Linked DNA regions of Bombyx mori: region 2 is linked to region 1. The links are chromatin contacts, called in public Hi-C maps. All regions are on one chromosome and are shown on one strand. The core of a region is the stretch at or near the end of the contact, and the rest is flanking DNA. Distances in the headings are between cores, read along the strand shown.

Region 1 (2,771 bases), core at 94-2,593:
TTTCTGCCGTGAAGCAGTAATGCGTTTCGGTTTGAAGGGTGGGGCAGCCGTTGTGACTATACTGAGACCTTAGAACTATATCTCAAGGTGTGTGGCGCATTTACGTTGTAGATGTCTATGGGCTCCAGTAACCACTTAACATCAGGTGGGCTGTGAGCTCGTCCACACAGCTAAGCAATAAAAAAAAAAAAAAAAAAAAAAAAAAAAAAAAAAAAAAAAAAAAAAAAAAAAAAAAAAAAAAAAAAAAAAAAAAAAAAAAATGACATTAATGACAATGACTAGATTTTAGAGGTATTTTTAAATATATTATTCCAATGTATCAAAAAATGTGGATCGCAATATTGATTCAAAAAAGAAAAATATTTGGATTTTTTTATTTTACAAATCATTTTAAATTCTTGAATTTTGTACATTGATTTACAAATAAACCTCGTCTGTTTCCAAACGGATTATTTGTGGATTGACAAACAGGAATGCCGTTTTTAAACGAAATAATAGTATTGCCAGCAAAACAAAAAATACTGTACTTTTTGGTAATGTTTTGAAAAGACGTCAAGTTGGATCCATTAAAAAAATTAGAACAACATTTTTCAAATTGTCAAAAGAATGCGATGTTTCAATAATAATTATAATTCAAGAAAATAGTGTAATAAACCAGTAAAACATCAGATCCCTCTAAAATGAAACTAAGCGAAATTCAAACGAATTTTCGTGGATAGCTTGTGGTGTGACTAAAATAAAACAAATAACAGAGCCTGTAGAGGCTTTAAGGTGATGGCCAATGCTCAGGAAAGACAGTTAGGCATATTTATTTAGTTACTATTTTTATAACTCAAGTAAAACAGATAAGAGTATAAAATTTTCAAGTTCTTTAAAGTTTCTAATTTCAAATATTTTTCACTGTCAATTTAAAAAAAGCCGTGGAATTAAACATTTTAAAATGGTAACTCTGAGCCTCACGTCATTCGAACATTAGTGTGGGTGCGTTTCGTGTGCGCGCGTCCATGAATTTGTGATTTGATTTGAAAAAGTGACTTTTCGTGTTTGTGTGTAATTCTGACGCCGTTAGTGAGTTGTCTGTCATCTATCTAAATTTGGATTTTATAACTAAAACTTCTCAAACTGTCGTCTCTGGGTACGTAATATACAATTTCGGTAACAAGTCACTACTAACAGTACTAACGTAAGTTATTAAACGTTGCATCCCAGCGAAAATGCAGCAACAGACAGGCGTTGTCTTGTCATGTTTTCAAGTGGCCGCTCTGGATTTTGGTCGAAAACGCAGAAATTACTTGTTTTCAGAGCAGTTCGTTTATCGTTTTCCTTATCTGACGATTTATCAAGCGATTTGATGTCTCATGTTATTATCTGGGTGCGGGATACCGTAATCGCATCGCTGTGTTGAAACATAAAAGCAATTGTCATTTGCCAGTCGGCTTTTAGATGCCGGTGTGGGTGCCAGTGTTTACCAGTCGGAGAATGCAATAATTGATAATGGTGGGGGTTTCTTCAAAAAATTTGTTGTTACTACGTGTGCCGTGGTTAAGTGTAACTTCTGTTGCAGGCAGGCAGAATGTTGAAGTTTATACGCGGCAAGGGCCAGCAGCCCTCTGCTGAGAGGCAGAAGTTGCAGAATGAACTATTTGCATTCCGAAAGGTAAGTCCAATTGACCAAACAAAAAGGCCCTATCGCTACTTGAAAAGTTTAACTGGACTGAATAAAGCTGACCACACATAACATAATAGACAAGAATTATATGATAATGAAGTAAAAAAAATCCTAGAACATATTTTTTAATATATTAATGTAGTCAACACATATATAGAAATCAAAGTTTATATGTAACAGCAATAAAACCTTACACTTATCATAATGACTGACTAAGTTAATGAAAAATAACTTAGAAATATTTTCAATACTGCAATGATGTGACATTTATATCATATACAATTAGTCACATATTAAAATCTTCCTCGAGTGGCTATTACACCTTGAAAAACTTAATAAAAATAAATTTTGAAATAGTAAATTGCTTTTATAAGTAAACCAAACCAATAATTAATTTCTATTTTGAGATGTGATTGAAAATAATAATTTCATCTCTAATTCGTACTTAAGAGTTGATAAAATAAGAATGCCAAATGATTATATTCAGTTGAAAATGTCATAAATATGAATAAGTAAGGATATTGGTTGAGTATTGCTATTAATATTTTACCTCCTATCAAAAGATATTTAAGTAATGGTTTTAACTGTGCGATCAGAAAGAAAATAACCATATTAAATTAAGCAAACCAATTTTATTGAATAGAAATAAATATAAAAATTAAAAATGGAAGGAGATCAGTTCACTTTAAAATCATTTAAAAAAAAATGAACCATACATTTTCAAAGTTTATTTAAGTGACGATACTATAGAGAGGCTGTGACTCATTACCTAAGTATAAGTGGATATTACAACTTATAGACATTACTATAAGTGCAGCAGAATAATGGCTTTAATTATTAACTTTAATTATTTCCAACCTTACTTCTGATTGCTTGGTGTCATTAAATACCAGATGCTAATTGTTGATTGTGTCGAGTTTTTTTTTTACTAAAATTAAAATTGAAACACAACATCATTGTCAACATAAGAGACATGGGCCCCAACTCAAGGACTGTTTGTGATTTATTGAAACTATAACAAACTGTTAGCCTAAATTACAAAATGTTTATTTTCTTTAATCTTATCAAGTAAAGTCCTACAGTATTTGCTTTGTGATTAGAT
Region 2 (2,771 bases), core at 94-2,593, 57 kb after region 1:
CTTACAGCCCACCTGGTGTTAAGTGGTTACTAGAGCCTATAGACATCTACAACGTAAATGCCTTGAGATATAAGTTCTAAGGTCTCAAGTATAGTTACAACGGCTGCCCCACCCTTCAAACCGAAACGCATTACTGCTTCACGGCAGAAACTAGGCAGAACAGTGATACCTACCCGTGCGGACTCACAAGAGGTCCTACCACCAGTATGCTCATCATCCCATAGTGCTAGTGCATCCACAGATGATCTCCCCTTACACTTTTTACTGCAGATCAAGTTCGTCTGACTGTGCTCATCCCTCTTGAAGGCTTGGATATCTGTATTGACTTAAACAAATTATTGATAATTTTGTTTACCAGGTTATATTGTGCCCGTTATCTGGAATGCTCACCATCGGCGGAGCCGCCGGCCATATTGTCATAGCCAGTCTCAAGACCTCTCCGAGCACCACCGAAGTCAAGGTAAATATGTAATAATTTTTAATAAACAAATTTCTAATAATTTTTTGGTGAGTTTAATGGTAATACTTACATAATTAAACGGTAGAATGGGAAAAATGGTAGAAAGAGTTCGACGTGCAACCTAACCTAAACATCAGCCCGCTGAGTTTCTCGCCGGATCTTCTCAGCGGGTCGCGATTGCGATCTGGTAGTAATTCATTCGCGAAGCAGCTGCCCTTGAGTTGTTAGGTCTCTTTTGGAGGCGCTCGGGCAGCTGTTAGCAAATTTCACCTCTCCTGGCTGAGCCCTTGCTCGCCCACCCGTCCTGATGAAACTGGACAGGCCTCCGGGCCACCAGTAATCCCTCAATCATAAAAAAAACGCGTGCTCGGATGAGTTCATGCAATATTGAAGTAGTAATTAGGTAATTCTTATTCGTTTTTACTTGCAGTCGGTGTCAGTGAATATAGTGTCAGACAGAGACGGCTTCGTGTGGAAGGGACACGGGCAGCTCACGTTGAGGGCCGGCACGCACACCTTCCCGCAGGGATATCAGGTTGTGTTCTATGTTTCATTATAACCGTATACATAAAATAAAACGTAGCAAAATTCGGTGTGTTTGTACAATAAAGAAAAGTAATCAAATAGAAAGGAAGGTGGTACCTAAAGAAGAAGATAAATATAAACAAATGATTCTTACGAATATTGTTTGTTTATTGGTTCGCGTACATATGCGGCACTACTAAACGTATTTTGTACAACATTATGTACATTAGTTGACAGATACCGTAGTAGCACAGTACAATAGTTTTGAAGCCGCGGTAAGTCGGCGAGCCAGTGCTCGTCATTATATTGATACGACTGTGTGAATCGTCAGGCGACCTCGGTGGTGCAGCTGCAGCCCCCGGCGGCCGTGACGTCACTGAGCGCGCAGTGGGAGTGGGGCGTGGTGTGCGCCGGCACCGCGCACGGGCTGGCGCTGGTGGACGCGCTGGGCCCGGCGCCCGCGCCGCTGCTGCATAAGTGCACGCTCAACCCGCACGGTACGGACACGTACTATGGTTTTTATTTATTTATTGCTAAGATGGGTGGACGAGCTCACAGCCCACCTGGTGTTAAGTGGTTACCGGAACCCATAGATATCTACAACGTAAATGCCGCCACACACCTTGACCTTCGGTAGGCAGCGGCTTGGCTCTGCCCCTGGCATTGCTGAAGTTCATGGGTGACGGTAACCACTCACCATCAGGTACGCCGTATGCTCGTCTGCCTACAAGGGCAAATAAAGTAAAAATAAATAAAAGATACGAGTTCTAAGGTCTCAGTATAGTTACAACGGCTGCCCCACCCTTCAAACCGAAACGCATTACTGCTTCACGGCAGAAATAGGCAGGGTGGTGGTACCTACCCGTGCGGACTCACAAGTGGCCGTACCACCAGTAAAAAGTGACCCTACTTGACCCTACGTGTATTTACCATCCTAGTTCAGGGCATTCTATATTTGTTCTGATTAAAACCCTGATGGGAACGTATCAAATAAAGTTTCATTTTTGAAATGAAACTTCTTTAGGCGCGTTTAGAATTAAATTTAACTCGCGACGGATTCGTTACGGCTAGAGAGAAAAGATACAATTAAGGAAGAGCAAAAATGAAAAAATAGACAGCGTCTCGTGAGTCACCTATTTGAATTTCATTTTTAATCTAATGTTATTTCTCAAAGTACGTTGAAGTGTCACTTAATTCACGTGCACCAAGTTGCACGCGCATCAGTCTTTTTAATTAATAAGCTTCTTTAATGTAAACATTTTGAACAGATCACGGATCCGGTGACACGCCAATATCGAGAAGAAAGTCCTTCAAGAAATCCTTGAGAGAGTCATTCAGGAGGCTTCGTAAAGGACGTTCACAACGGCGACAGACGACATCGAATCCCACCTCGCCCACACAAGTGAGTTTCCCTTCAACAGGAAACATCTGTTTAATGATGGGCTTTAGTTTATTTAAATGAAATGTCACTTTGTAAATCCATTCAATTAAATACATATAATTTTCATATAACATACCTACGGACGAATCCACGGCAACACCTCAAATATCACTCTTTGTTTAAGACCATCGTTTTTTTTTTTATCTTATGGAAAATGATGTATGGAGAAACTATTCATTATCATCACTAAGTTTTAGTGTCTTTTGTTTTTATATCGGTATATATTCAAATAAGGCGGTAAATAGATGGTAGTATTGCATAAACTAACCATAACTTTTCATTCGATATTTTCACTGTCACTGGCTCTACTATTTTGTTAATGCTTAGATGGGTGGACGAGCTCAC

The links. A called contact is a pair of places that touch in the nucleus more often than the background predicts.
Region 2: a Hi-C map of whole pupa shows a contact between it and region 1, with 2.3 times the contacts expected there. The contact joins the enhancer-like site here to the promoter of LOC101742621 in region 1. A contact is called at or near these places in 2 of 7 Hi-C or Micro-C datasets (both in whole pupa).

Annotation. Positions count from the first base shown.
Region 1 is chr17:3,305,379-3,308,149 of ASM3026992v2, forward strand. It overlaps LOC101742621 (lethal(2) giant larvae protein), which reads left to right and starts at 1,344. Exons shown (of 25, transcript XM_062673283.1): 1 at 1,344-1,497; 2 at 1,565-1,657. The coding sequence starts at 1,495.
Region 2 is chr17:3,362,173-3,364,943 of ASM3026992v2, forward strand. LOC101742621 (lethal(2) giant larvae protein) reads left to right here. Exons shown (of 25, transcript XM_062673283.1): 12 at 359-460; 13 at 891-995; 14 at 1,317-1,482; 15 at 2,254-2,387. Among protein-coding and RNA genes, the nearest start is that of LOC101741334, 17 kb to the right of the region's middle. Within about 2 kb of position 1,344, at least 6 of the 8 cell types and tissues checked have open chromatin away from gene starts, as enhancers often do.